Regions from separate parts of the Gossypium hirsutum genome. Here regions 2 and 3 are each linked to region 1. The links are chromatin contacts, called in public Hi-C maps. All regions are on one chromosome and are shown on one strand. The core of a region is the stretch at or near the end of the contact, and the rest is flanking DNA. Distances in the headings are between cores, read along the strand shown. Region 1 holds the start of LOC107918509. Region 2 holds the start of LOC107919937 (calmodulin-interacting protein 111). Region 3 holds the start of LOC107919116 (putative gamma-glutamylcyclotransferase At3g02910).

Evidence for each region. A called contact is a pair of places that touch in the nucleus more often than the background predicts.
Region 2: a contact with region 1 is called in a Hi-C map of leaf, with 4 times the contacts expected there. The contact joins the promoter of LOC107919937 here to the promoter of LOC107918509 in region 1. A contact is called at or near these places in 14 of 34 Hi-C or Micro-C datasets (anther, callus, hypocotyl and 3 more).
Region 3: a contact with region 1 is called in a Hi-C map of leaf, with 2.2 times the contacts expected there. The contact joins the promoter of LOC107919116 here to the promoter of LOC107918509 in region 1. A contact is called at or near these places in 6 of 34 Hi-C or Micro-C datasets (callus, leaf and petal).

The regions. Positions count from the first base shown.
Region 1 is chrA08:112,034,147-112,036,846 of Gossypium_hirsutum_v2.1, forward strand. LOC107918509 reads right to left here and starts at 1,367. Exons shown (of 3, transcript XM_016848080.2): 1 at 649-1,367; 2 at 394-566; 3 at 1-312. The coding sequence starts at 1,176. The coding sequence ends at 216. LOC121203161 reads right to left here. Exons shown (of 6, transcript XR_005899765.1): 6 at 1,420-2,700.
Region 2 is chrA08:111,870,997-111,873,696 of Gossypium_hirsutum_v2.1, forward strand. It overlaps LOC107919937 (calmodulin-interacting protein 111), which reads right to left and starts at 1,392. Exons shown (of 11, transcript XM_041074797.1): 1 at 824-1,392; 2 at 533-691; 3 at 1-157. The coding sequence starts at 1,111.
Region 3 is chrA08:112,205,735-112,208,631 of Gossypium_hirsutum_v2.1, forward strand. It overlaps LOC107919116 (putative gamma-glutamylcyclotransferase At3g02910), which reads left to right and starts at 1,407. Exons shown (of 1, transcript XM_016848645.1): 1 at 1,407-1,844. The coding sequence starts at 1,407. The coding sequence ends at 1,844.

The DNA.
Region 1 (2,700 bases), core at 117-2,616:
CAAACATGTTGCATGTAAACAAAAATTAAAATAAACAAAAGCTTATTATCTTGTTATTGATGTTAGCATTAGCATTAGCATTAATTTAATCTAATATAATAATAATAGTATTACACAGAAAACATGATTATTCTCTTGTTAATCGAAAACCTTTTCATCCTCTTCCTTCTTTCTTTTTTTCGGTCTACCATGATTGAAAGTAAACGATAAGAGCATTAAAAAGCTGCCACCATAGCCTTCGACATTTCTACTTCTTCTTCATCATCTTCCTCTGCATCCCACAGAAAGTTGGCGTAAGATCCCAGCACCATGCTGCAAATTATACCCAAGTTCAGGTTAATTGGCTGAAAATATATTCAAGTATGGAGCCTATAGAAAATGAAGCATAACTACCAGTCGTCAGGAGAAGCAGTGACGGCTCGGTCGAAGTAAGACTTAGCACGGCTCTCGTCTCTGTGTCGTTCCCAGATTAGGTTCCCGTACAAAGACAAAACTTCCCCATCTCCAGGGCTGGCTAAGATAGCTCTCCCGTAATACTCCTCTGCTCTCTCCATATCCTTTTCCACCTGCAAAACCATAATGCAATATCCATCAGATTTTCGAAAGATCAAAACTTTTCTATGTATTAGTGATGTCAAACTTTTTTACCTCGTGTAAGAACCTGCCGTAGTTTCTCAAAAGAAGTGGGTCACCGGGGTTTAGTTTCAACATTTCACGATAATAATCGCCCATCTTCCCCTTATCACCGTACGAATCATCTCCGTTATCACCGCCAATTTTCCCGCCAGTTCCAAATCCATCACCGGAAAATCCAATTTCTTCCATCGAGATCCCGAATTCCGTTCGGAATCCACCGTCTATTTCATAATCCGACACATACTCCTCCTCCGGTATCCCCGCCGTAAAACACCGAGATCCACCGGGAACCCGAGTCTCCGACTTGATAATATCAGTCTCAGACAAAGCTCGCCTTATTTGCGCGCGAGATTCCATTGGCTTCCGTTTATCCATAGGGAAATGCAACGATACTATCGGAGAGCTAAGAGAGAAGCCAGATCTCTCACCGGAGAAAACTGCACCGAACGAGCTTTGACGAGAAAGAGAAACCTTGGGAGAACCGGGCAGAGCTGATGAGGTGACCGGAAGGGAACCCGCTCTCAAGATAGCAGCTTTCATAACTGGAAGAGCTTTTGATTCTCAAATTTGTTTTGTTAAACTTTGTAGTGTCAGTTAGAGATTAGGCCTTTGGAGGGGGAAGCTTCGCATTAATATAGATAAGTAGGAGCCGTTAGATGTGGTGACGGTAGTTGACTTGAAGAGAATGAGATGGGGACAGGTGTAAATAGGAGCGTGAGTTAGGCATGAGCGTGGCATCGGCTTTGGTGAAGACTGGAACACTTTTTTATCTATTTATGGGGTCACGTTAAAAGGATGATTAAGAAAGGTCGTGATGCCACCTGTTGGAGCAAGTAACTTCGGGTTGGGACCCGCATGCAATTGTACGGATTTCCGAATATAGTGATATTTAAAAATTAATGCTATACAATTGTTTTTTATAGTATTATTGTCAATCTCGAATTAGTGTTGTCAATTTAATTAATAATATTATCGATATATATTATTGATAGATATAATAAAGTGTGTGTAATAGAATTAAAATGTATTCGAACTTAGCTATATGCAATTTTTTTATTTTAAAAAAAAATAAAAATAGTAAAATAGAATTTTATGAAAATACATTTACGTAATTAAAATAAGTTATATTATTTAAGAGTATTTTAATATTTTCATTTTAACATAAATCAATAAAAATTACTTATGGTGAGTTTTGAAATCATACCAATTAAACTAGTAAAACCTTGAATTACCACTCAACAAAAGTTTTATTTTCATGTTTTTTTATGCATTTTTGTTTTAATACGCACAACATCTTATCTACATTAGCTGTACATATTAATAATGCATTTGATTGAGTTTGTGTTATAACTTAACTCGACACTAACTCAAGATTAGTGATAACACAATGATAAACAATTAAATCTTATTTTTTTAATTTTAATATTGTGCATATTTCATGTGTTATTATTAATTAATTTCAAGACATGTTTCATTATTTATTGTATGTTATATTTAAACACGCATTTGTATTCTGAATTTATAATTTCCATATGCATATAAGTGTGATAGCATTTTTAGTAGATAAATAAATAAATTTAAAAAATGAGTGAAATAGTTAAATGTACTTAAAAAGTATTTACTATAAAAATAATGTTTAAAAAAATATTAACTACTTTCAAAGATAATTATTATCATTATTTCATAAATTGATGAGGAGTTCTTAATTTGAAGTGGAATTAAAATATGAAAGGATATTTAAAATATTAAAACCTAAAAGAATTATATGGATGGTTGTTTGTTTCTTTGTTTTTAAGAATTTTATTATAAGTTTTAATCATATTTATTTTTTTATTTTACACAATGTTTATAACTTTACGTAGTCCGTCATAAACTCATAAATAGGAGGATAATGTGTTTTAGCGCACTCAAATTTATATCTTCCTACATCAATAATAATATCCATATTAATCGAATTAATACTCAATTGACATATGTCCATAAATAAATTCTCAACATCCTCCGAACCACAAATATTTAGCTCTTGTATTAAAATAAAATTGATATATATATTTAAAAAGGAAA
Region 2 (2,700 bases), core at 142-2,641, 160 kb before region 1:
GGCAATTAGAATTTGGGTTATGACCCTTTTCACTCTCATTTATAAGACCAGTTTGAAATTCACTTTGTATAGGGTAAACAAACACGATGCTGCCAGAAGAGGGAGAACCCAGTGTATATGAAAGGCTTGAAGACAATCTGACTCCATTCTTCAAAACCTGGAAAGAAAGAAAAAGATGAAGGTAGAGCATAGCATCAAGTCCATTTGTAGCTTCCAAAATTAAGAAGGTGCAAGCTAAGAGACATAGCATCAAGTCCATAATTTACAACTTAAATGATATCCATCAATTCGCCTTAACAAAATATGCAGCCCCAACGGACCCTCTGAAATATATTCTACCACATAAACTTAAGTAGTTACCCATATCCTTTCAGAAGTAACCAACTTTTATTTAATTGTAATGCATCTACATTAGGTATAACGGTAGCGGAAGCATCCACTTCCTTTTAACTTTTGTTTAAATTCATACAAAAAAAAAAGGAGAAGATAGTATATAAAGAGTGTTAGACTACCATAAGATGGTCATTCGAACCTTACAAGATGGAAAAACTGTAGCAAGTGCAAAGTAGTTTCCAACTTCTTTTGTAGTTTCATTGGCCGAACCAACACCAAAAGGTAGAGTATATTCATCTGTTACAGAACTTAAAGGACATCCATTTGAATGTTTATTCTTCAAAGCAGAAAGTGAGACCTAGCAATGGGATTAGAATATAATTCAGCAGCAGAAAAGCGGTGGTGCAGCAAGGGTAAGAACGCAATCCTTGAAAAGTTACTAACATTTCCTATCACATACTAGAAAGTAGAAACAGTCATAATGAATTACCGATACTAATGAACCAGGAGCGAGATAAGAAGCGACCATAGAAGACTCTGACAACCAAATTTTACAGCTTCTAGTTTCGGAATCAACATAATTAACTCGTCCAATGAAAGCAGATTTTCCAATAAGAGAAGGATATTGCTTCGAAACTTCATCAATGGAACACCTAAGATCTTCTTCACTAACTTCTGAATCAAGAGAAGTCACCGAAAGTGTCCGTGGAGAAGCCGATAGGTCGGAATTTGATTGCCTTGAAGGCGTCTTCGATTGCTTCTTGGACTTTGAAGGCATCTCCACAGCAGGCCCCAAAGCCTGGGATCAGAAAGTAAAATAAAGAAGAAAGAAACTGACTGCAGTGGAACTGAAGAATGGCGAAGCTTTCTTCTTGAGGGAGGCGGCTCTTATTGTGGTGCCGCGAACAAAGCGAAAACAAATGGTGAGCACTAAGAAAGCACACTGTGAGGTCCCTAAGGTCTCAAAACAACCGCAATTTGTAGGATACAGTCAGATTTATATTTTGGGGCCAAATGTGAGGCAAGCTTATTCTCAGTTTTGGTTCAAAGCAGCCCACCCTGGGTTTTGTTTTTGATGCTATATATCGAACAATAAATTCAAAAATAAACTCTGAGGAAGAAAATTTGAAAGATAAAATCATTATATAACTTTTAATTTTTAATTTTTAATTTTAAAATAAATAAAAATTTAAATAATTTATTTTGGTACAAATTAAAATTTTAAATAACATAAAATAAAATAAAAAAATAGTTCACTAATTTTTATGGGAGGAAAAGAAGAGAATGGAGAAATTGAGAAAACAAGTGTGAAGTAAGTGAAAGGTGAATGAGTAAAGTAAAAATAGGGTAACATTTGTAAAATGTTTTACGAGTTCTCAAAGTGTAAAACATGAAGTTAATTGTAAGATATTTTGCATTGCCCAATTTTATTTTCTGTAAACAAGCACATAAATATGAGAACTATATTTTCCCTAAAATAACAAACACACCCTTATACTTCAAATCCAAATTTCGCTACTAAATACAAACAATTTAAAATAATAAACTAAATTAAGAGTGTCACTTTCGCAACTGTTCTTAGATACAATTATTTGTTGTTGTGAACCTAGCCTGCTATAATTGAAAGGGTTAATAAAGTGGTTAATCTGGGGTTAATGTAAGTTTTGCCCCTTCAATTTTTTTTTTACTTTTATTCCTGAATTTGAAAAGTATTATTCATTTAAGCCTATTATGAAAAAAAGGGGGATAATGTGATTTTTTGCTATTGAACTTGATAGTTACATCCCCATTATCCTCTTAAATTTCATAATTAGCTTCACTTTGATACTTATATATATTTTTTAACCTAGTTTGAACTTGAAAACTATGTCTATTTTCACTTTAAATAAAGTAGATGATGATGTCATACAATATTAGAGTATTATATTTAGTTTTTAATAACCGAACCGATGGTTGAACAAGTTAAATCATCAATTCTCGATTTAACCAATTCAATTGTCAGACTAACAATAATTAAAAAATTTATAAAAATATAAAAAATCAAGTAAAACCGGTTTTATCTCTCTTTTTACTTTTTTTAGATTTTTGAGAATTTTTAATTACTACTAGTTTGACAATTGAACTAATCAAACTAGTTGAATCGAGAATTAGTGGTCTAACCTATTTAACCATGAGTTCAGTTATTAAAACATTGAATAGGACAACTATGAGATTATACCACATCATGATCTAAAAAATTTTTAATTTTTCAAATTTAGAATACTAAATCATCAAACTTTTAAGATTTTTTTTAAAAAAATTTAAGTTTAGAGATAAACATAAATTTAATTATTAAATTCAAGAATAAACCCTAAAAAAATATAGATA
Region 3 (2,897 bases), core at 157-2,656, 170 kb after region 1:
CCAAAATACTTATTCCATCCACAATATTTAAACCCAAAGAATTGTTTAAAAAAAGGTTCAACTTATTACTTGAACCCAAATGTGTCGATTTAGCCTACATCTTTAACCATGAATGAAGCTAGCTTTCCAACTATTTATTCAAAATCTTGGAGGGGTAAGTCTTCGGTAACTTGAACAACAAACCAAAACAAAGAGCTGAAAACTTAATGATGCAGTGCTGTAGGTTTGTAGTATTGTTGCCCTACCATATCATGGCAACCTATATAGATTTTAGGAGAAGTTGATCAGATACAATGCAAGCAAAGCGATAAAGCGTGCGTGGTGTATAAATTAAACCGAGATTACACATAAACCGATGCAATGGGGGGGATATTTGTTTGGGCAGTGTACAATGTACAGGCAAGAATGTACATAAGAACATGCCTTTCTGCACCACCACAGTTGCATCTCTCCATTGTCTCTTTGTATAGTTTGCAACCTCCACCAATCTTTCAATGTGATTACCTCCTTTTTTTTTTCTTTTTCTTTTTTTTATCTTTTGGGTATGTGAGGATGTGGAATTTGATGGAGTTAGGATAATATTAGAGTGCATAAAATATCTAATATATGAGGCGTTGAAATCAAAGCAAATTGTGGGTGAAGTGAAGCAAAGAGGAGGAGAGAGGAAGCCTATCATTTAGTTCACAAATTTTGAGGACTGGAACATGGGATGCAAGGCAGGTCATGTGGGGGCATAGAACTTGGAGGTCCCCTTTTGGTATTTGTCCACACTAAATTACAGATAAAATTCACTGTAGCGTCTTTGTTTCATTGGATGTTTCACATCAGACATCTATATCTATCGCTTTCAGTTTCATTTTTCTTTTTTAATTCTGTTGCGCATTTTAGGGACTCGTGCCAATTCGAATGGCGACAGACATACGCACACGAATGCCATTTCCCTTTTTTCTTATTAAATAACAATAAATGAATTGGAGTGGGTATCAGGTGAAGCCAAAGTAAGTGGTGGAGAGTAGCGTAGATGGTTCTAATTTAATTAATTAAATTGCCGATCGGAGGTTTTTCTAGATGTTGGATAGCGTGCTTTGCCAAGGGACTCGAGAGCCCCCAGCATCTTTGGTCAAAACCATCATTTATTTGACCATCCATTGTTTTTTTTTTTGTTTAAATCATCTTTCACATTCAAGATTTGAGGAATGAATCTTGGATTGGGCATATTCATAAAAGTTGGGCAGGCTTTGCTTTCCCTAAATGGGTTTTGAATATTGGATTGGTTTCATTCATTTCAACCTAGAGGGCTTTTAGCCCATCGCAATACCGTCCGAACAAGGAAATAGCGTTTTTTATTTACGCTTTTCTCATCTAAACCATCTTCCTTTTTTTCTCTGTTGCGCCCGCCGATCTCCATGGCTGAAGCCAGTAGGACGCTGCTCTTCTCCTATGGAACTTTGAAACAAGGCCATCAAAATCATTTCCTAATGCAAGACCTTATCCGCAAAAAAGACGCTAATTTTTTAGGACCCTATGTGACCCATCAATGCCACCCACTTGTTATAGGCCCACACGGCATCCCCTACCTCATCAACCTCCTTGGATGCGGTCATCGAGTGAAGGGCGAGTTGTACTCTGTGTCCGCTCAGGGACGAGCACGAGTGGATGAACTGGAAAGCTCCAGTATCGGACACTACGAGCGATTACCCATTCAAGTGTGCGAAGAAGGGAAAGATAGCGTCTTGGTGGAGGCGCAAGGTTATTTCGCTCATCGGAGTTTCGGGGAAAAGTTGTGGGAGAGGAAAGGAAAGGTGGGTTTGGCGGAGTTTGGGGATAAAGAGGGAAAAGAGTAGGTTAGAAAAGAGGATAGGGCCCCAGGAAGTGGCAGTATTCTTCATGATATTGCATCATTTATCACCCCTGATGATTAATTTGCTCGTTTAAGGTGCAGTTTGAATCAAATAAATTCTATGGTTACAATTGGCTTTATATGAAGTTTCTTTTCTATTCCGGGTATATTTGTACCATAGTAAAAATATAATTTTATTATTTTAATAATTTTTATTTTTATAATTTTAAAAAAATTAAATTAAATTATTATTATTTTTAAAAATTTAAATATAATTTTATTATTATCAATTTAAAATTTTATAAATTATAAAAAATTTAAATTAAAAAGCTACCATTTTAACAGTGGCTCCGCAACTGGTTTATTGTAACCAGTAATATATTTGATTGGTGCTTGGCATCCCCTAAAACCATATTTAATAAACGACCCTTCTTACGTGGATGTTATTATGTAATGAGGAAGTTACAACAGGCCTCATACATACAATGAGTCCATTGTAATGAGAAGGAACGAGGTTCTGAAAATAATAATAACAACAAATATGTACTTAAACTAAATAATAATAATTTAAATTGTGAGTGAACAAATTTTAAATAGATAAATTTATTAAATTAAAAATATTAAATTCAATTCAATTGTTTATTATTATTATATTTGTGTAAATTAAATAGTTTATTTTGTTATTAGGCCAATAAAAAAAATTCAAGTTGGACTTTGATTAACTTGTTAAGGGGAAATTGATTAAAATATTTAATTTCGAAAAATTAAATGATTAAATCAAAATAATTAATAGTTAAATGACCAAATTAAATACATATTTGGGTGACTATTTGTATAGTTTACCCTATAATTTAACTAAATAATATATATTTTGTATAATTAAATAATTGTAAGAAAATAATACATAATTTATTACATATTTTTACCTACAAAAAACTCTAGTTTTTTAAAACTATATAATTAATTTTTTTATTATATTTTATCTTTATTTTTAATTTAAAAATAATATAACCATTAACTAATATATTTCATTTATAATTTTGTTGTATAATGCTTC